7 separate regions of the Mus musculus genome follow, and regions 1, 2, 3, 4, 5 and 6 are each linked to region 7. A link is a contact called in public HiChIP or PLAC-seq and promoter capture Hi-C data. All regions are on one chromosome and are shown on one strand. Each heading gives the region's core, a stretch centred on a gene start, on an enhancer-like site or on the middle of the called end of the contact. The rest is flanking DNA. Distances are from core to core; before and after follow the strand shown.

Region 1 (3,037 bases), core at 366-2,865, 940 kb before region 7:
ATGCTTGTTGAAGGATAGAGATCTCTAGTGTTGGTTCGTATATTCTGAGTTGTCTCTGTCTCTAGTTTCTCCTTCCCCATTGTTTTTTTTTTTTTTACTAACTCTCACCTAACTCCACTGCTTGCCTAGAACTTTCGTCTTGCCAAGCCATGAATTCATGTTTCATTTTTCACGCCATTTCTTAGCAGCACCAAACAAAACCATCAATTCTTCCTTATTGATGAGAAGGATTAAGACAGAAACAAAGATACTATACATGCCTATTTGGCTCTTATCCAAAGCCTTTAACCTTTAAGCCTTAGACTACAACATAGCTGGCGCTTGTGACTTCTGATCTCTCCCTCTACTCATTCTTGCATAAAGATAAGGAGAAATTGGCCAGAGTATATTCTGTTAAAATATCTTTGTAAATCTTCACTTACCAGGTCAAAGATATCATATGGCCAGAATCTCCTTAAAGCCTTTGCAGGATGACAAAGGATGATAATGCAATCTGTTTATTTATTTTTCTCTAATCTTCTTCTTGCACTTTTATTTTCTGCAGTGAAATGAAATGAAACCTCAAAGCAAAAGTCCTCCTTAAAACCCCTTTGATTCTTCAGCTCTAGTCCCTGCATAGCCTTCCATGAGGATGGTTCCAAGAATGGATTTTGATCGCTTGTCATAGAGCAGCCACTCTGTTTCTTTGCTAGCATTGTGGATTTAAGTTAATTTGTTAATGAAACAGATGGGGATGGGGGTGTTTGAAGATACTCTGTAGATAGTGATGAGGAATAAACCAATTCATCAACTCTGTGCAGCCAACCATCTGAGGACTTAATTGAGAATTGTCTTTGGAACTCGGGGCTGCTGTTTCACTGGGGCATATTTCACTAATTGTCCCCTAGGGAATTCATTCTCTGTCACTTTTCTCTCTCTGCCACTTGTCAGTGTTCCCCATCTACTCTCCTCCCATTTACAGCTTCATTGCATGGCCTGTCTAATGTTTCTGCTTGTCATCTCCCAGGCATCTAGCTGTGTATTTCCAGCCTGCAGAGCAGCAGAAACTGCAGACACTTTGACAGCAGAGCCAAATTAGCATGAGCAGTAAACACAGGGCACTAGACTCCCTCAGAGTCAGCTATTTGCTACCCTCAGAAAGAAGTGACAGTGAGCCTACAAGGACAGCCAAGAAACAATGAATGACATTGCCATATCCCCAGGAATCAGAGTGCTTAGAGACCAAAGGAGTTCTAGGCCTGGACTACATGTGAAAGTCTGAAGCCTGGCATTCAGTGGCAAGAGAAGTCTTTGTTTTCTTATGGCCACTGCCCTAGGGGTCTGTTTAAACACATGCCTGGTACAACAAAATCATGCTTCTGATGGATTGCCAGTGGCGCTTCTCCTCCATAAAGGATTCCCAGTGCAAAACAGCCAGCTGTGAAGTATATTTAACCACAGCATGAAAACTTTCAGCATTAAAACCCACCAGCAGAAAGGTCAATCAATGGGCACCCAACTTCATTAGTCAATGAAGCTTCCCAAGAATTTATTCACACTCCATTGACAAGTGCTAAGAAGGTTCTGTGTGCAGGAAGCTGTAACCAAGTTCTTCAAAACTCTTCAGTTGGTGCTCAAAGTTTCAAAGGGAGTCCTGCACACACAGTAAAGCCACCACTGCTACCTTTGAGCCATACTTATGCAGGTGGACATCGACTCCTTGCCTAATTTGTTTGATCCTGGTTCCCATCCACAGAAATCCATGAGGACATGACATGCAGCTGTAAGCCCAGGACAATCTGATTTTCACTATCGCCTGCCTATAATCCACTAGTTCCCTATTCCTTTTTGTATTAAAGGAAACACTCAGATTGCAGACCTTACTCATCCCTTTGGTCCAGTGCTACAATAGAGTCCTTTTTGGTCTCAATTTTCAGTACTCCGAAGCATCCATAACCTTCCCCCTTTACTTGCTGTAATTTCAAGTACACTGGCAATTATGTCTCTTATACCTTCTGTCATTGTTGATATTATCAACTGAACAGGACCTAGAATCATCTAGTATGAAACAAATACCTGGGCATACCTTTAAGGAATTTTTCTAGATATGGTCAATAGTGCTGGTAAATCTCACTATAAATGTGGGCATGTGAATAGCACCATTTCTTGTGCTGGGGTCTAAGATTAAGCATCAAGGAGGAAGTGGGCTGAACACCAGCCCTAATTGCTGTCTTCCTTCACACTGCAGATGCAGTGTCACTAACTCCCTCAAGCTCTTTCTGCCAAGCCTTTCTCTTCAAAGTATGAACCTTAAAAATCCCTTCTCTCCATAGGTTGCTTATTTCTCTGGTATTTTGTCATAGAAAGGATAAAAATAACTCCTGCAATCTTGAACTTTTCTCCCACTATTTCCCCTTAAATCCTATATAAACTAGACTCAGTCTACTCTGAGAATGATTTTCCTTAGAGCCCAATCAGAGTAGTGTGTGTGTGTGTGTGTGTGTGTGTGTGTGTGTGTGTGTGTGTGTGTGTTTCTCCATAGCATCCTAAATTTCTATATCTGTTTGCTAGAGGAGCACAGTCCTTGATGTTATCTACATCTCTATTTTTGCCTTTTCCAGCTAAATCAGAGCCTCCGACTCTGAATCCCTTGACATGAAATTATGTCAAGAGTAACCTGTTCGGTCATTTCCTGACTCCTTTCCTAGGCAGCTCCTATTTTTTTCCCAGCATTGCTCTTACTCACTGATTATTCCCTACATATAAGATGAAATTGTCAATATTATCAGCATTTCTTACCCTGATATTTTTGCCATATGACTTTCTTTCCCCCATCATCTATGGATACAGAGACCACCATTACCAGCAGCCACAGCCATCCAGCAGTCATAATTCTCTGCACCCTGCTCTTTCCCACTTCCTACCTAATTAAATTTTGATACCCTTTCTCCTCTTACTCTTAATGTCTCCCAGATTCTTCCCATGTTAAATTCCATTGGTGTTCATATAACAATTCCTTACATATAATTAGTAGAGCTAAAATATTAGGTAAGTCTGT
Region 2 (2,750 bases), core at 61-2,560, 920 kb after region 7:
ACAACCCGGGAAGAGAAGACGTCTAGAAAACCAACTATACTGATCTCAAACTAATTTTAAGAGGAGGCATCTAGGAAGATCGTGGAGACCAACACAGTAAAAATAAATAAATAAATAAATAAATAAATAAATAAATAAATAAATAAATAAATAAAATAAAGTAGCAGGGGAAATAATCAGAGCAAGACCAGGAAGAAGAAAGGAGCGGTGGCAGGCACAGCTTCCGGGAGGTGGTGTTCTAGGAATCCGGGAGAGCATGCCCCATTCAAACGGCTCAACTCCCTCCTTTGGGAGGCGATCAGTTTGCAAGGGGTTAACTGCGTTGCTCATGAACTTGGCCTGTCTGTCTGGCTCAGGATGAATGATGAGACACGCTGACAAGTTCGGCCGGAGGGACCTCCCCTGCTGTGGTGGCGAGAGAAGCACACTGGCAGAAGGGACCCTGAGCGAACCACAGGGACGCAAGAGGAAGAGGTGGTTCCGCAGGTCAGGCACTCGGGTCTGCCTGCCCTCTCTGTTCCCGCCTCCTCTTGACCTTTCGCCCCCTTCCTCGTAGCTTCCTAATATCATCTTGGAGCACTAGAATTTTCAGGGGCTCTGACTCTGAGTCCCAGAACCCTGTACCCGCCCTGTGGACAATGCCGAGCGCGATGCAGCCGGGCTCTGGAGCCTGACCCGGGGAGGCCGGATTCAGCATTTGGACAGCGGCTCGGGGGCCGGTTTGCGGCCCAAAGAGTTTGCAGGTGCACCGCCCTGGATGAGGCGAGGTAGGGGACACTCTGGGTCTCGGAGGAGCGTGATCCAGGTTGGAACGCAACCCAGACTGTCAACGAAACACGTTCCTGCGAGCTAAAGAATCCCTTCCGAGCCCTCATTGCGACCACCAAACCAGCCAATCCCTCGTGGGTTCCCTCAGCCAACACTTGTGTGTGTGAAAAGATCAAATGCCCCCATTGCATCCAGAGCGCAGACGTCCCTCAAATCCTAGGCTCTCCATTCTTCCCCGAGCATCCTGGATCCCTGGGCTTGGAGCTGCCTGTGAGGCTTCCAGCCCTCTGCTTGTCACCACTTCCCAGGTGGTTGGTGGCTCTGGGTGAACCCAGTGGAGCGGGGCGTTTGCGGGGAGGGCTGTTCGGATGCAAGCTGGGCGCGGGCAGGCTGGGCCGGGTCGCAGGGCAGGGCGCCCCTCGTCTCCTGCCTCCGCCTCTCGGTTCCGCACTGGTCCGAGTGAAGCCAGGGGGGGCGGGGGGGAGCCGCGCTGACGTCACTGCGGGCCGTGCCCGCCCGAGAAGGCGGCGCTGAGCCGCTCAGAGCCGGGAGAAGCGGCGCGCCGCCAGGAACCCCCGCGCCACCGCCGCCGCGCCTGCCTCCAGCAGCTCTCGGCCACGCGACCGTGCGGTCAGCGGCGCTTGGAGGGCGGCCGGAGCTGGGCCTGAGCCTGGAGACTCGCCTGATCCCGGGCGGCCGAACCACCATCACCACAACCGCCCCACCCCCGCCGTCGCCTCGTGGGGCCCCGGCCCCCTCCCGGGTCCGTAAGTGTCACTGCCTTCTGCGTCTCGGCCGGGCTAGAAGAGAGGGGCTAGGGCGTCAGGTTGGTAGTCTCCACTAAGACAGTGTCAGGGAGCCGGCTGGACTGGTTCAGGGGCCTGGGGTATCTCTGTGGGTCCCTCTTGAACATCTCAAGGGCTCAGGGCTTTTCTTGACTACAGGGGGGTTGGGGGTTAAGCTCTAATTGTGGGTCAGAGCTCAGGCATCTCCCGCAAATCTTCAAGACCAAGGTCAAGGGTCTTGGGATAGCGAGATGAGACGCGCCTGCGGTGTTCAGAAAGGGACAGGGTGAGAGGTCCGATGGAAGTTGTGGGGAGGTAGAGAGAGAGAGGTTTGAGGGAAAGAATGTTTCTGAAAGAGGTTTCAGGGAGTCCCCTCCCTAAGTCCTACCCGTGACTTTCTTCTGCCTTCTTATCCCTCACCGCTCCCCCCCCACACACACACACACCAACACACAAATAACCTACAAAGTGGCTTCCTGGAAAAAAATTTTTTTGAGAAAAATGAAACACATAGCACCCACTCTAAGCAAGATTTGTGACGTCTTTTTCCCCTTTTAAATAGGAAGTTGGGAGAGCCCTCCTTTCAGTACTCCACTCCATGCTTTGGGGCAGGCCTTTTGGAGCTGTCTGTGGGCGTCTCTGACACTCCCTCCAGTCTAGCTTTGAGCTGAGAAGAACAAGGGAACCATGGATGGAGCTTGAGGCTGTTTAGGGTCATCTCTGGGAGAAGCTTGGGTGGTAGGGTGTCACAGGAAGGAGGCAGCTGGCTCTAGCAAGGAGAGGCTCCAGGCCAAATCTCTGGAGCAGCAAAGACATCCAAAAAAATACAATCTCTGAGCCATTGTGGCAGAGAGGCCAGATGCTGGGCTTCAAGGGGAGAGAGACCCTCTTTGAATCTTCTTCATATTGGGGGTGTGTGATAGGTTCTTAAGGGGGTCTGGAGTTTGAGGGTCTGGCTTTCAGTCAAGGGAGGTCAGAGGTAGGTTAAGTAGGCACAGACATAGGGGTGCACCTCAGGAGCCTCCAGGAGCAATACTGGCTGGTCACGGGAAAGGCTTGGCATTTTGAGGAAGGTATTTTGAGGTCCCTGTTTAGAAAAGCCCACACCCTGCTGCCTGCCTTCACCTCAGCTGTTGAGGAAGTGGGCAGGTTAAAAGACAGAAAGGAAGATACTGTCCAATCGGCCATGTGTGTTTG
Region 3 (3,166 bases), core at 241-2,740, 840 kb before region 7:
TTTCCCATCATTCACTCTCAAATTGCTTCCTTTGATTTCACGATCTGCTTCTTAATTCTAGTCTTTGGAGAATTTTAGGAACAAGCTATAATTACTGTTTCCATAATGTCAATTATTTTTATGGATTTTAAAGTGAAAGATTAATATTTAAAAGTGATACTATTTAAGACACAAGGGATATATATATATTTGATATGGTTAAGAAGAAATTGTCTTCCTAGTTTAAACTGTAAGCAATTGGCTAGGTTATTGCATGCATACATACATACATACATACATACATACATACATTCATACATGTATACATACAGAGAGAGAGAGGGAGGGAGAGAGAGAGAGAGAGAGAGAGAGAGAGAGAGAGAGAGAGAGAGAGAGAGAGAAAGGGAGAGAGAGATGAACATGTGGTGCTCAGAGAAGTAGACCAGTACTTAAGGTAAGCCTGGAATATTTAGTTAGAGATAGAAGCCTACAGGAAACAGTTGAGATGCTGAGATCCTGGAAAGTCAGGTCCCCTGATGTCAATGAATTTCCAACTCACTTTTGGACATGAAACTAGACCTGACACTTGCCATTACAAATGGGCATAAAGCTGGCCTTACAAAGAGCCCTGTCACACCTAAAATTGACAATGTTCAGCCTCAGCTTGGAAAGGGGATCTGAGAGAAGAGGTGTCTAGGAGTGGTGAAAACAAAGGACTTGACTTCAAATTGTGGGTCCAAGCTGGCAGCCTATGCTCTGCTGGAGACAGCCTTCCAGCCTGTTTTCTCTGTCTTCTGCTTTCTTTCTCTCTGATCTACTTTCTCTGGAGATCTCCAGACAGCTCTCTGTCTATGTTCTGCTTGAGACAGTTCTTCAAGCAGTTCTTTCTTGCTATTCTGAAGAATTCTCTGGATAGTTCCTCTGCTGCAGATCCTAAGCCCGGTCCTTTATTTTGCACATCAATCCAGTCATTTACTCCAGGTTTCCTTTTGATTTTCAAAAGTCAGCATAAGTCACCATCTGGTGACCCCCAGCCCCTTAAGACTTTGGAAACTGCAAGCATACATTTTCTTTTAACATTGCAAAAGAATGCAGACGTCTGCCTGCCTCTGTTAAGGACAGATGATAAGCTAGCTGGGTGGGGACCCTGTCCTGAAATTAGCATTTCTATCACACCTGGGCCTAGACTCTCTGTGTCCAAGGCTGACCTTGAACTCAGGAATCTGCCTGCCTTTGTATCTTTCTGACAAACTGGTTCAAAGTGTAGCTACCTCTGTTCCTTTAGATTCATGAAGCCCTTCATAATTCATATTGCATTCTTATATTTTATATAATTGAGAAATCACATATATTTTGGACGCATGTTTTTAGAGTTCTTCCACAGGTTTAAGGGCTATCCTGAAGGTACCAGCATTTACCATTTTGCTAAAGCATTAGCCATACCTCTGCCTCTTGGACTCATGCTGTCGGATTGTCATGGAGTCATTGATGTTAACAGGGAGGACATTCCTTAAAGGAGTAATGTAAAACATGTACATTATTAAACAAGTCTTATGGCCATGGCAGCCATCTACATTCTTGGAAGCCCATGACCACTGGCTTTGTCCCAGGGGCAGGAACCTTGTCATTCTGTCTCTACCAAGGCCATGCTGGACCTGTTATAAAGTGAGGATCAAAAATCCTCAAGCAAACAAACACAGGCACCAATGCATGCACACACACTCACACACACACACACACACACACACACACACACACACACACACACACATGCAAACACACACATGCACTCATGTACATGTATCCAGTGGATTACATAATAAGAGGTAGCACAAATTATCACCTTTCAACATTTTTTTTGTGTGTGTTAAGAGATGTGTAAGGGTCTGAAAATCACTGAAGGAAGACTCCAGATTCAGATAGTATGCTAAAACAAAGAGCATGGGGAGGCGGTCAACCATTCATTGAAATAGCCACCTCAATTAAAGGCACACAGGCCTTCTTATAGGGAACTGAGGACCTCTCTAGAAGGATTGGGTAATTTAAAAAATTTTGGTGGGTGCTAGGGAGTCGCAGGTGCTCAGTAGTCTGCATTCCCATGTCATGAACGTTCAATCATGTGATGACATAGGGCAGTCCACCACATTTGGCCCATTCTGAAATAAGGTATTTCCCCACTTTTGTGAGTATCACCAGGCTGTTTTGAGGAGGCGTTTTATGAGCTTATTCTGGATTGTATGGTCTGTCCCTGGAACTGGTGCCTTATGGCCTAGTTTCTGGGACTTAGGGTTTGTCTGTTCCTAGAGCTGATGCCTCATGTATATTTCCACAGGTTTGTTCAAAATCAGGCCTGGTCTTTAATGGAGAAAACCAGGGTCCCTTAAATAGAGACAAATGGGAAAATGCTGTCCTTTCACAAGCAAAAAGAAAAATTAGGGAGTAGAAAACTTGAGAATTTGATATTCAAGTTTGTTTTCTTTATAAGATGCAAACTTTCACCAGATACATTAATGTAAAAATTATCTGGAAGTTGGAAATTCATGGTCTCCTTTTTGTTTCCAACAAATCCCTGCCCATCAAGTGCTACACTGTCTAAGCTCACTAGTAAACCCAGGACTGAGCTATATCGAAAAATGCCAGGGCCTTAAAGTAAAGTAAATACCATGAGACAAAATCAGTAGATGAACAAGATGTGCATGCCACATAGCAGGTCTATGCTAAAGGAGCTGGTAAACAGGGTCTCTTGGAAGCATCTTATTATCCAAACCTTAACACTATAAAGGATGAAAATCAAGAATAAGTATAGAATACAAAAATAAAAGTATATCTTTAGTATCTAAAAAAATCTTCATAAGGAAAATATAGATATCTTGTAAGAATAATTAAAATTGTCTAGGAGACAAACGGAAGTGTGAAGCCATGAGTAGAAAGGAATAAGGGGTCTGGGGTACATTCTCAAAGTAAATTATATATTGTACTTTGTAAATGCATGCATATGTACACACACAGATGTACAATGTGTATACATACATACATTCTATGAGAATGTCACTGTGAAACCCAGCTGTATATTCAATAATTATATGCAATTAAGAATTTTTTGTTTTGTTTTGTTTTGTTTTTTGTTTTTGTTGTTGTTGTTTGTTTTTTTCGAGGCAGGGTTTCTCTGTATAGCCCTGGCTGTCCT
Region 4 (3,143 bases), core at 309-2,808, 720 kb before region 7:
ACAGCGAGCATCTAACCAGAGCTCAGAAATATGCCCACCATCTTAAGTGGCCATGTTAGTCTTCCCAAGGACAACTACAGTACTTTAAATGCCTCTGTCATGACACACTTAGCATAAGCCTGAGATCATTCATTGTGCCCAGCCCAGCCCAGTCCTTCACCCACTACCTCATGTAAGCTGTGCTTGTCACAGTGAACTTTATTTTTTTTAAAGCTTGTAACTTTAAGAGGAAAGCTACGGAATCAGTTTTCAGGCACGCTTTCTCAAAGTCTCCATCATGATCATAAGATATAAGCAGAAGAGAGCAGGAACAGGGGATAGCATGGTTTTCTTTTCTAAGTCAGTGACTGTCGACAAGCTAGCTGCTTGGGTCTTCCTATTCTCTCTCTTTTTACCATGGGAGAGACATCACCCTTTGTGCTCCTGATTGGCCTCAGGTATATAGAGATGCTTTTGTTTCCTTTAGTCCTCAAGATGCCAATACAACAAGTGTATTATTTCTACGAATTTGCCTTTACCCATTCTAGTATTCTTCCCATCAGATACATGGAGGGGGTTAGTGAGTGCACAGTCTTGAGGTAATAAAGCCAGAAGGAACACAGCTAACTCTGATGTTAAGAAGACCTGGGGTTGGGAGGCTCAGTCATATGCCTGTATTATCTCACACACATACACACACACACACACACACACACACACACACACACATTAGTGGAAAGACTAAAATGTCCAAAGTCAAGGTCACAATATCAAGGCTTCATTTAGACATAAAGCATGTGTGTAAGAGCTGAGAGCAACTTGATTCAGATATGGTTATATGTCTCAGAAGACTAAGGCCTATTACTTTTATCATGCAGCTTTTGCTAAATAGTATTGGCAGAATAGAACAATGTTTTGCGTAGAATACTACAGGAATATTTTCCTAAAGGAAGATATGGACACTGCATAGACCATACCCTGCATAAAAGCAATGTTACCAGCATCAGAAACACTAAGGTTATCATTGTCAACTATGTTTCTGAGAGGAAACTCGAGCTTCATCTGCTAGCCAGTTTCCCAATGGATTTCAGTGTGTAGTGCAGAGTGAAGTATTTTGTCTTAAACTCTCATGAATTCTGTTGTTCTCTCTAACAACAAAAACGAGATGTGAAGTGTCAGCATTATTTATGGTGACCCCTTAGAATGGAAAACTCTTAAATGCAGCCTCCTCCTTAGCAAATGATCGTCATGGAATAGAAAGACGTGTTCATCCCCGCCGACCTGTTGCTTTTTCTTGCCTGGCTTCATGTCTAGTACCCTCTGAATCAATATTAGAGGAATTGTCTGCTGCCCAGCAGCCAGAAATATATGCAGGAGCTCAGGAGCTATGGGGATTTCTGTGCTCTGAACAAGCTCAGTGAATCTGCATCTCTGGGAATAGACCGTTAGGAGAAATTGGAATCTCTCCTGATTAAGGCAGAGTGTTTGACCATTGGTAAAAACAATGTACAGAGAGGCCAGCAGCCAGCACCGTGTCATGAAGTGAATGTGGTCTGCACAGTATCACTCTGTCTTATCTAGGAGGTAATTATATGGCTCTTATTTATTTTTAAGTACACGTCGGTGAATATCTGGTACTAGCTCAGAGTAGAAGAAATAAAAGCATCTCTGATAGGTCACTGGAGTGAGCTTTGTTCCGTGGACTCTGGTTGCTTACTCAACACACTAAACACAGGCTGGAAGCCACAGAAGCACCTAATGGCTCTGCAAAGCCTGGGCACAGCCTGATTCACTCACTCTGCGGGGTTAAAATGGGCTTCATGGCAGGCTCACTTCAAGCTCTTAGCTATGAAAAATAAAAATAAAGCGTGTTTCCCTTCCCAACCCCTCCTGCACCTGAAAGGCAAGTTGTACTTCTTTAGGATCACACATCATCCAGATGTGGAGTGTCTGTAAACTGCAGTGACTGGCTCAGTGAACAGCAGGAAACCAAGGAAAGCTGGAAGACGTCGCTGCAGGAAGGGGCAAGAATGATGTATACAGAGGGATGTGGGTCAAGGTTCAGAAAAAGGACATACTTAAGTCAACAAGGAGTAAGTATTCAGTAGCCCACCCCTTTTATTAAACACAGATCCTTTTCTCATACATTAGAATCTGAATATAGTTTTCTCTCCCTCTCCTCCTCCCAGTTCCTCTCCTGTTCTTCCGTATGGATCCATTGTGTTCCTGCCTCTCATTAGAAAAGAACAGGCTTCTCAGAGATAACAACAAAACATAACAAAGTAAAATATAATAAGATAAAGCAAAAACTGTCATACCAAAGTTAGACACGATGAACCAACAGAAAAATAAGAGCTGCAAGAGAAAGAAGAAAAGTCAGAGACCCACACATCCAGGCATCCCTTGAAGGTACTGGAAGCTATAGGATATATGCAGAAGATCCAGGGCAGATGTTTGTGGGCCCTGTGTTTGCTGTTTCCCTCTCTGCGAGTTCATATGAGATTTGCTCAGTTGTTTTAGAGGGCCTTGTTATCCTGGAGTTCTCCATCTCCTCTGTCTTCCGGCTCTTTCTACCTTTTTCTCTGCAGGGTTTCTAGAAGGACTATTCTCTGAAGGACTACAGAAGGACTGCCCAGTAGTTTAATTTTGCTTCTGCTGAAAACATCAGTGCTGGTAAGACATAGACTGGTTTTGCTACTCATCACCCTGAAGTCCTGGCAAACATAAATAGTGCCTTTAAATTCTTAAAGAATGAATGTGAACTCAGACAGGTTATGCCAAAACCAACAGGTAAAAAACTGTAAAGACAAGGATTTGAGTTTAGCTGAAGTAACCATCAAAGTGATGATGTAGGATCCTCACATACAAGGAACCATATACCTTGTTTTAGGTATAACCCAATTTCCAATTATTCTGTGGAACTGATTGATTGATTGTGCATGCAGGTTTGAAAAAATGGATTAATTTTCATAAAAAGGCCAGTGCTTTCTGGGAGATGAGAGTCCATTATTCCAGAACTGGCTTAAGAGATTTGAAGTAAATTTTTGCAGTAGAGTGGATCATACAGAAAATATATATAGGACCCCAAAGTCAAACTACTAGCTGAGAAAGAAAATCCAGGTTGTCAACTCTCATTTAAAAAAAAATGCTTGAAGCACACAGGC
Region 5 (2,841 bases), core at 292-2,791, 570 kb after region 7:
CCATTAATGAGCACCAGCCCACACAGCTTCACCTCAGCAAGAGCCCTAAGGCGCTGTGGCAGAACTATTAGTCACTTGCTTTAAATAGCAGGTTAATCCCTTCTGACCTGGAAGGGCACAGTCACAGCCTCACGTGGAGGTTCTGGATAGGCCAAGGCCTAGGCACCCAATACCAACAAGGGCCCCGCTTTCAGCCTTCCCTACACCTGCACCAGGAACCAAACCAAGGGTTCAGAGAGGAAATCAGAAAGTGGAAGGTGGCCAGAAGCAGTGGCGTTGGGACTGAGGCTGGCCACCTGCATATGAGACCAGGAGAGGCCAGCTCCTCTAAAAATCCTATGGGATTTCAGGGTCCTTCTCTGGGAAGTGTCTCCAGGAACATTTGGCCAGGGTGCAGGTTGGGGGGGGGGGGGCAAAGAGGAGGGGTGGAAAGGGTCAGAGGAGACCCAAGCATCTTTCCAGCTGAGTGGACAGACCAGGAGTTTCCAGGTCGTGGAAGCTTGGGGCACCCAATGCCTTCAGCTCCAACCCCGAGGTCAGATCCTGTGCTGGGCGACAGAACACAGCTGTGATCTCTCCTGCCTGTGATCACTCCAGTCCCGCCGCCAGTCCCGTTTCTATGAGAAAGGATTTAGGGGCTGCCCCACGTGGGCACTGCTTTTTCATGATGAACTCTCTCCAGCAGCATCCCGCAAGAAGCCCAGACGTCTACTGGGGACCTCAGAGCAGAGGAGGAGGAGGAGGAGGAGGAGGAGGAGGAGGAGAAGGGTTAGGGGAGATAAAGCAGCTGGCCAAGGTCAGCCGGGGGCAGGAAGCCCTTTTCTAAGTTCCAGACCAGCCCCACCTACAAGCCAGTCTCTCGCACTGACCCCTCTGTCATTCCTTCCCTTATCTGATCAAACACCAACAAGTGGGACACAAAAGTTCATTGGATTCTCTAACCAGGCGGGTTCAGGACAGAGTTTCAGGTAACGTTAGCTTGAGTTGTACCCGCACAAGAGTCCTAGACTCTCCCAAATTGTTTGGATTGGAAAGCAGACACAGTTCGGTGGCCTCACTTTACAGACGCGGTAAAAAAGAAAGAGGCACGACGCAGCGGATTCCTTTGTTATGTGTAAGTCACATCCCTGAGGGGGCCGGGGGGGGGGGGAGGCCAGGCTGTCACCGGGTGTCCAGGGTCACCACTCAGTGCAAAAGCTACTTATCACAGCCCCAAGGCCCCAGGGCAGAGAGCACAGAGGCACGTTCGCCTCTCCTACCCCTGAGCGTCCCCCTCCAGGCTCTGCTCAAGTTTGTCAACAGTAGGAGTAGAGGGAGGGCGTCGCTGAGAACTTCCGAGCGGCGGGCAGAACAGGGGCGAGGCCAGAGGGACTCACCAGACGCGGCGAAGAGGCCAGAGGCGCAGAGTAGCATGCCGCACAGCGCGGCCAGCACACGGGAGACCTGCATGCTGCGGGACGCGGGAAAAGGTCCACGCGCTCTGATGCTGGGACTCGAGAGTTCCTGCGTCCGCTCCTCTCACTCCGGAATAAATCAGGCGCCTCAGCTCCGCCCACTGGCCCAAGGGCTCCGCCCCGTACAGCCCCGGGCGGACTCTGGGCGGAGCTCCGAGACCACAGTGGGAAGAGGGAGGGCTGAAGTGGGGGGTCCAGTGCCTCAGCCTCCCGGCGAGCCACGCCCTGATGCCGCTGCCAGTCCTCAGCCTGAGGCCAGGCCCCGGCTTCCTGAATAGACTGGACAGGGGGAAATTGCTCAGGAGGAATTTTAACAAGTGGCTGGATAATGGAGTGCTTTCCTAAGCATGCTGGAGACCCTAGATTCGATCCCCAACCCAGCAAAGATAAATAAAATAAAATAATCCAGGAGTGGTGGTGGCTCACGCTTGTACTCCCAACTGTTAGGAAGCTGAATCAGGAGGATCAGACAGTTCCAGATCGGATCCCCAGAGTGGGCTCCATCCATATTGAGTTCCAGACTAGTCTGGGCTATAGAATGGGACCCTGTTTCCTAAATGTGTGAGTTTATTGATTATTTGTTGTTTAGTTAATTAAAAATAACTGTTTAGAGTTTAAATGCTAATTCTTATCTGTAATCAGAGAACAGCAAATTCAGGCTACAATGAGTACAGTGTTTCCTCCTTTATCAGATCGGCAAGTGTCAGGCTGTTAACAGCAGAGGCTGTGGGGCAAACAGGCTGAGGCACGCGGACCTTGGACAGAGTATACGCCAGCTCAGCTTCTTTATTTGGTAATGTCTTTCAAAATGTCACATATCAACGCCTTAAGACCTAGCAGTAATGCTTAGAGATGCACAACCATTCCATTAGATAGACATCTGTGCAAAATGACACTACAGGATGACATAACGTCTTTAGAAACCATGAAAAGGCCAAAAAAAAAAAAAAAAAAAAAAGGAATTGGCAAACTTGTGTAAAAGTCCCAAATTAGAAATATTTTAGGATTTTGGCCACTGTGGTGGTTCAAGCCTATAATGCCAGCACACTGGATTATTAAAGGAAGTCCAAGGCTAGCTTGAACAACATGGTGAATCTTCAGCTACCCTAACCACCAGAATGAGATTCTATCACAAAAAGAGAGAGAGAGAGAGAGAGAGAGAGAGAGAGAGAGAAGGAAAGAAGGAAAGAAAGAAAGAAAGAAAGAAAGAAAGAAAGAAAGAAAGAAAGAAAGAAAGAAAGAAAGATAGAAAGATAGATAGATCTGGCTAAAGAAATGGCTCAGTGGGTAAAGCATTTGCTGAGCGAGTGCGGCTACCTCAACTCAATCCCCACAAATCGATCAGGAAGGCAGACAGAAGCAGAGAGCCCAAGTCCACAAAGCTGAC
Region 6 (2,783 bases), core at 149-2,648, 810 kb before region 7:
AGACATTTCTTCATGTCTCTCTAGGGACAGAGGGACAGTGATAACAGAAGAAAGAGTAGAGACAACTAATTTAATCTTTGGCAAAAAGTGTTTCTACCCTGTCTGCAACATAGTTGTGACTTATTTAATCTATTTTTACAGCCTTTCATATATTCAGCTCTTAAAATTAACAACCGTATGCTATAAACATAATGACCCATATACATGTGTCATATCTCTCACTAGATTGAAACATCCTTGGGTCAATCACTGTGAGATAGTCAAATTGGTATCATTTATATATGTGCATCGTGACATAGGTACGAAGGTGCGCCTAAATAGTCCTGTATTTGATGGGATGAAAAACCGGATGAACCAATAAGTTAACAATGTCATAAACCTCTTTGCTATTTGTATTGATTACTTTTGCATCACCATGATCAGAATACCAGAGAGAAACCAAGGGAGAAAAGCTTATGCTAGCTCATACTTTCCAAGAGTGTCAGCCCATCCCACTGAGGAATGCATGAGGTTCTGAGGAGGTGAGAATGTCTGGTAGAGACTCCTCATGTTACTGACTATCAAGAAGTAGAGAGCCAGGCTGTAACCTGCAGAGGCTCATCTCTACATACCTAATGCTTACCAGCGATGTCCTCACACTTAAAGACTTCAGCACGATTGTTCAAATTAGCCCCATCAGCGGAGGAGAAAGCAACCAGGATATGAGCATGTAGGAGGCATTTCAACTTTTAAGTTTATATTAAAAATATAGCACTGTTTTTACTGGTGCATATCCATTCCTATGATTTGAACACGAAGGAAAAAAACTCACATGGCATTGCACTGGTGATTAGGTACTCAAAGAACCACATTGTCCACCAGTATGTGCCTCTGTTGTGGTATCCTCAAAATCATATGAAGTCTAAGCACTTCACTATGAACTGGTTTTTCAAAGCCATCTGATCATGCTGTGCTTGACAAACTGAACAAACACTGAAACATTACGTATTGTCTATCTGTGGGTTTGCATTTAGTTTTATTAGAATTAGGTAGTTCTTATCCCTAGAATTCACAGCTTAGTGGTCCATTCCGCAAAACTAGTTCACAGACAGAATCATATAGGAGGCTCTTCAGGTGCCACAGGAAAACTGATTACTGGAGACCTGCTGTTCATTCTCTTTTATCCCCAGACACCTAAGTGCCCTCAGATCCCAGCACAGTTTATCCTAAAGCATGTTCATCAGTGCATTTACAGAGGTTCTAATTAATTCTTTGTAATTGCATACTTCTGTGCCCCTCCGTTTCTCACCGCTGTCCCTGCCATGGAAACAAGATGTTCCACCTCTGGAGGCTGCCCTGGTAAAAGCCTATTAATAAATAATTAAGTTTGGAGGTTCCTGCAGTGGTGAGTCATGACGGGAGATCACGTGGGAGCCATCTCCATGGCAACTTACCAACAGGAACTGAGCTGCTCTGTTTCTCTTCTTTGCCTGACATGAGTGGGTCAAAAACACAGATTAAAGAGACTCTTTCTTTTTGCATCACTCTCCCTGTTTTTTTTTTCTTTCTTTTGAAAACATCTGCCATTGCCTCCAGAATTCGAAAAAGACACACAATGTGTGGCAATGTGATGAATGTTATCGATATCTGTGAAAAAGCCTCCTCACCTCGCGTCTCCACCGCCTGCGCCCCCCCCCCAACCCCCAGCTCATATCCTCTTCTAGACAGGTTTCTGACCTCAGCCAAGCCCTATCATACATGGTTGTTGGAATGAGAATGCCTTGCCCCCCACCCCCATAGGCTCATGTGTTTAAGTACTTCAATGCTAGTTGTTAGTACTCCTCGGGGAAGTGATAGGCATTCTAGTTACTAAATCAGGTATGTCACTTGGAGTGGCCTTGGTCAGTTTACAGCTTCACTCAGCTTCCATCGTCCCTCACTGGCTTCCTCTGCTTTCAGATATAATCTCTGAACTTCCTGCTCTGACCACTCTGCCACGTTTCTCCTGCATTATCTATCTAGATTCAGAATTCTAAATAATCTCTTCCTTCTATAAATTGCCTTTGGAGATGGTATTTTATAAGAGCAACAATAAGTTACTAATACACACCCTTCTCTATGATGTGCTCAGCAAGTTTTGCTGTATGCTATGCCTCTGGCTACCACCTGATAGTTCTTCCCTAACTTTTGTGGTTCTCTCAAATTCATCTCTGTACTTGAGTTAGCAATATTTGGAATGAGAAGAAGCACATGGGTTTGAGGATGAAGCAGATTTGGCCAGTGAGGAAGATCAGGAAGATGAGAGACTAAGAGGACAGGCAGGGGGAGAGAGGATGGCGGCTGTATCTGCTCTATTGTTTTCAAATGTAGGTGGTCGTAGAAAATTCGGATTCTCTCCATAGCTAGATTTTAGCTTTTCAAGTACCCATACTACATCCTTAGGTGCCCTCCCACTATGCCTTTGGTTACTGAGTCCTAACCTATGAAAGGAATGTTTTCAATAAAACCTCTTAATTTGACCGAACTCTGTCTTCCTACTAGACCTGTAACTCACACTAAACTACACGTTGATTCTGTTTACAGAACAATGGGTATTCATATATGTTATCTGTTATGGTTTGCTAACATGAAGATTGAAATTATAGTTGTAGTGCTGTATGGAAGGTCAGCTAAGGTCAGTCAGGATTTGAGTATTATTTTAGGCAGCCACAATTCCCATTCTTGTCCCTTTCCACTTTGCAATGCCATCACGCACAATATCTTTCATGAAGCATTTTAATCATAGTGGTTTATCACATACTTGA
Region 7 (2,875 bases), core at 237-2,736:
CAGTCCTGGGGCTCCCAAGGGATGAGAGCACGGGGCAAAAACCAATGAGCTGCCCTCCGAGCATCCAAGAGCTATCCACACCCTTCTCCTTCCTGGGGCAGAGAGGTCAGAGGGGTGGTGGTCACCTGGCTGAAGAATGAAGAATGAAAGAAAGGCTATGCAGGCTCCTGGCCCTGACTCTTCCTTTCACTCCTTCACAGGCCTCTGGCCCCATCCCTACCAAAGAAACACAACAAGAAAAGAGCAGGCCACTACACAGGGTCCCACTCAGCCGGGGCAAACCAGCCAAACGCCACGCAGAGTTCAATTTTTGAGAGAAAGGGGGTGGGGGGAAGGAACCGCAGAATTGTGAAAGAAATTTCCTTCCCAAAACCCAGGTCGTCCTCTCTCTCCTGCCTCCAGCAACCTGACTCAGAATTACCCTGGGCAGTTATGGAAGCCCAAGCCAGGAAAGGGTCTGTAGGCGCCCAGATGCAGATGAGGGTGGGAAAGGGGGGGATGTCTCGGAAATGCCCAAAATGGGGTTGGAGAAGGCGGCGGGAGGTGGGGGGGAGGAAAAGCAAAGAGGTAGGCGTCCATGACGGCCAGAACACGTCCGAAGTCTCCTCGGGAGAAGCCAGCTTCCAACTTGTTTACTTATTGGCATGTTTTGCTCTCTCCAAAGGGAAACAGTTTTTTTTTTAAAAAATCCCGATTGGTTCTCAAGCAGTCCCTATCTGTCACCTTCCCTCCAAGGCTAGGCTAAGCTTTGCCTCTGCCGCCGCTATCTGCCACCGCCTGTCAGGGAAACGAGACGCCTCTACTTTATTCCACTTGAGCGTGGCCAAACTGTTGCTATTTAGTGGGGGGCATAGAACCCAATTCGCACCCTCGAAACGAGCAGGCAGAGGGTGGGGGCGGGGACAGGAGCTGGGCCCGGGTGCACTCCGCCCGGAAGGGTCCTCTCCAGGGAGAGGTACCCACCAGCATCATCAAATCACGCCTGGCTAGGGCTGGAGTCACCTGAAACACGCAGCCCTACAGCATCTCCCGAGCCAGGGCGAGCCTGATGCGCACCCGGCGGGCTGCGAACAGAGGCGAGCTGGGGAGCGCAGGGCCAGTTCCCGGGCCGCGGGCGGGCAAGACGGAGACGCGAAGCTGGGGCGGGGGTGGGGGGCGGGCTGGGTAGCGGCCGCCTGACTTACATGGAAGTGATATTCCTTGAGATGTCCGTAATGTTGATGCTGGCGTTCCCATTGCTGTTCCCTGAATCCTGCCCTTCCAGGAGAGGGAAGAGGTTCCCATCGTCCGGCCGCCGGCAATTGATCTCAGTCTTGCTGCAGACACAATTTGCAGGGCAAGCCAGCACGGAGCCCACATAGTCCAGCCAGACGCTTCCCAGCAAGAAAATCCGCCAGAAACTACACTTGGCTGGGCAAAGAGAGACATCCATCTCCGATCGCTGCTTCTAAAAAAGAGGAGGAGGAGGAGAGGAGAGGGGGGTGGGGTGGGGGGAGTGGGGAGAGCAGGGGGGGAAGGAAACAAAGACAGCGAGGGAGGGGGGAAGGGGGAGGGGGGCCTCTGCCTTTGAAACGCCGAACGATCAGATGCAAAATCCTTCAGCGTCGGAAACCATCGCGGCCGCCGCCGCCACCGGGTGGGAGCCGCGGGGAGCGCCTAGTGGCGCGGTCTGCCGGGCATGGTGGCCGGCTCGGCGCTCGCCGGCTTGCGGGGTCCAGAAGCTCTGGAAACGAGGCGCGCTCTCCGACTCCGAGACTTTGCAGGGTTGTAACAACAGACGGTGGGAAGGCAAAAATAATAATAAAAAAAGAAAAAAAGATGGTGCTAAAGTCACCAAGTCCCACCTCCTAGGCAGAATTAAAACGGACACACCTGCAAAACACACTCGCACACACTCACATACACACGCGCGGAGCTGGAGGAAGGAGGAGAAGGAAGATGCAGTCAGAGCTGCAGCAGTCGCGGCGAATGGCTCGCTACGCGCCTGCAGAAATGTACAAGTGCTCCGAGCCTTACGAAACGCACGGGTTATCGGAGCGTCTTCCTCGGTTCCCTCCCTCCCTCCTCCCCTCCCTCCTCGCGGCCTCCTCCCCCCCCCCCGCCCCCCGCCCGGGCTGGGAGAGGCAGGAGAGCGGAATCTCCCCCTCCCTCCCCTCCCCACACCCCTCTCTCTCCCCGCCCGTCCTCTCCCTCCTGCTTCCCCACCCACCCACCCACTCGCCGGCTCTCGGCTCTCGCCGGTACCGCCACCCGCAGCCGCGCCGCTGCCCGCCCGCTCCACGCCCGCGCCCGCTCGCTGCAGCCGAGGGGAAAACGAGACGGAAAGGAAAAGTTGCAGTTGGGATTCCGAGGGTCGGCGTTGGGGAGGGAGAGTTGGCAAGCTGACTGAGCAACACGAAAGGCGTTCTCCCTTCCACTTTTTGGCCCTCGTGCTGCCCGGTTTTGCTGCAATCTCCTCCGCAGGAGGAAGCGAAATGAGCGTGGCCCAGGTGACCCGGGATGCTCCCCAGCCTGAGTGAGGGTCTCGGGCTCACGGACAGTGACGGGAATCAGGAGCGCACAGGAACCCGAGCGAGGCAGCCAGGGACGCCGGCCGCAGACGTGCAGACCTAGATCTGAATGACACTCATTTGGGTAATCAAGAGTCCCGGGAGCTGGGCTCAGCTTGGGAGGGGACTGCGTGGCATGGCACACTGAGTGCCCCTGAGCCTATTGCTCCTTCTTGGCGGTGCGTTATGGGTTCCGCCTTGGACAAACAGGGACCAGAGAAGGAGAGAAAGAGGGAAGGAGCGCCTGCAGGACTGCGCTGGAGAACCGAGGTGGCCCAGGGCGAGCGATTCATGCGAAAGAAGCGGCCAGGAAATTGAGATGCGAA

What was found. Promoter capture Hi-C pulls out the DNA fragments that hold promoters and counts their contacts. HiChIP or PLAC-seq counts read pairs in DNA pulled down with a chosen protein or histone mark. Capture Hi-C pulls out chosen DNA fragments and counts their contacts.
Region 1: an H3K4me3 HiChIP or PLAC-seq map of neural tube shows a contact between it and region 7, with 6 times the contacts expected there. The contact joins the enhancer-like site here to the promoter of Ntrk3 in region 7. A contact is called at or near these places in 8 of 39 promoter capture datasets (the 3T3-L1 cell line, cranial neural crest, embryonic stem cells and 4 more), 4 of 115 datasets of contacts at active chromatin or transcription factors (embryonic forebrain, embryonic hindbrain, forebrain and 1 more) and 1 of 9 other capture datasets (pancreatic islet).
Region 2: a contact with region 7 is called in a promoter capture Hi-C map of embryonic stem cells. The contact joins the promoter of Mir9-3hg here to the promoter of Ntrk3 in region 7. A contact is called at or near these places in 1 of 39 promoter capture datasets (embryonic stem cells) and 2 of 484 Hi-C or Micro-C datasets (both in embryonic stem cells).
Region 3: an H3K27ac HiChIP or PLAC-seq map of embryonic stem cells shows a contact between it and region 7, with 4 times the contacts expected there. The contact joins the enhancer-like site here to the promoter of Ntrk3 in region 7. A contact is called at or near these places in 6 of 39 promoter capture datasets (3T3-L1-derived adipocytes, cranial neural crest, maxillary cranial neural crest and 3 more), 2 of 484 Hi-C or Micro-C datasets (nephron progenitors and stem cell-derived neural progenitor cells), 6 of 115 datasets of contacts at active chromatin or transcription factors (embryonic forebrain, embryonic hindbrain, embryonic stem cells and 1 more) and 2 of 9 other capture datasets (adipose tissue and pancreatic islet).
Region 4: a contact with region 7 is called in an H3K4me3 HiChIP or PLAC-seq map of neural tube, with 6 times the contacts expected there. The contact joins the enhancer-like site here to the promoter of Ntrk3 in region 7. A contact is called at or near these places in 6 of 39 promoter capture datasets (the 3T3-L1 cell line, cranial neural crest, embryonic stem cells and 2 more), 7 of 115 datasets of contacts at active chromatin or transcription factors (VIP interneurons, embryonic basal ganglia, embryonic forebrain and 4 more) and 2 of 9 other capture datasets (embryonic stem cells and pancreatic islet).
Region 5: a promoter capture Hi-C map of pancreatic islet shows a contact between it and region 7. The contact joins the promoter of Mfge8 here to the promoter of Ntrk3 in region 7. A contact is called at or near these places in 1 of 39 promoter capture datasets (frontonasal cranial neural crest) and 1 of 9 other capture datasets (pancreatic islet).
Region 6: a contact with region 7 is called in a promoter capture Hi-C map of hippocampal neurons, with 6 times the contacts expected there. The contact joins the enhancer-like site here to the promoter of Ntrk3 in region 7. A contact is called at or near these places in 6 of 39 promoter capture datasets (cranial neural crest, frontonasal cranial neural crest, hippocampal neurons and 3 more), 4 of 115 datasets of contacts at active chromatin or transcription factors (embryonic basal ganglia, embryonic forebrain, embryonic hindbrain and 1 more) and 3 of 9 other capture datasets (adipose tissue, embryonic stem cells and pancreatic islet).

The regions. Positions count from the first base shown.
Region 1 is chr7:77,631,901-77,634,937 of GRCm38.p6, forward strand. No RefSeq gene overlaps it. Among named protein-coding and RNA genes, the nearest start is that of Gm39038, 940 kb to the right of the region's middle. Within about 2 kb of position 1,616, at least 10 of the 459 cell types and tissues checked have an H3K27ac peak or open chromatin away from gene starts, as enhancers often do. A contact at or near this core is called in neural tube, where this site is marked.
Region 2 is chr7:79,498,716-79,501,465 of GRCm38.p6, forward strand. Mir9-3hg (Mir9-3 host gene) reads left to right here and starts at 1,311. Exons shown (of 3, transcript NR_040314.1): 1 at 1,311-1,535.
Region 3 is chr7:77,738,086-77,741,251 of GRCm38.p6, forward strand. No RefSeq gene overlaps it. Among named protein-coding and RNA genes, the nearest start is that of Gm39038, 830 kb to the right of the region's middle. Within about 2 kb of position 1,491, at least 5 of the 459 cell types and tissues checked have an H3K27ac peak or open chromatin away from gene starts, as enhancers often do. A contact at or near this core is called in embryonic stem cells, where this site is marked.
Region 4 is chr7:77,856,648-77,859,790 of GRCm38.p6, forward strand. No RefSeq gene overlaps it. Among named protein-coding and RNA genes, the nearest start is that of Gm39038, 720 kb to the right of the region's middle. Within about 2 kb of position 1,559, at least 3 of the 459 cell types and tissues checked have an H3K27ac peak or open chromatin away from gene starts, as enhancers often do. A contact at or near this core is called in neural tube, where this site is marked.
Region 5 is chr7:79,147,519-79,150,359 of GRCm38.p6, forward strand. Mfge8 (milk fat globule-EGF factor 8 protein) reads right to left here and starts at 1,542. Exons shown (of 9, transcript NM_001045489.1): 1 at 1,377-1,542. The coding sequence starts at 1,449.
Region 6 is chr7:77,770,548-77,773,330 of GRCm38.p6, forward strand. No RefSeq gene overlaps it. Among named protein-coding and RNA genes, the nearest start is that of Gm39038, 800 kb to the right of the region's middle. Within about 2 kb of position 1,399, at least 47 of the 459 cell types and tissues checked have an H3K27ac peak or open chromatin away from gene starts, as enhancers often do. A contact at or near this core is called in embryonic basal ganglia, hippocampal neurons and second pharyngeal arch cranial neural crest, where this site is marked.
Region 7 is chr7:78,576,352-78,579,226 of GRCm38.p6, forward strand. Ntrk3 (neurotrophic tyrosine kinase, receptor, type 3) reads right to left here and starts at 1,487. Exons shown (of 17, transcript NM_008746.5): 1 at 1,185-1,487. The coding sequence starts at 1,432.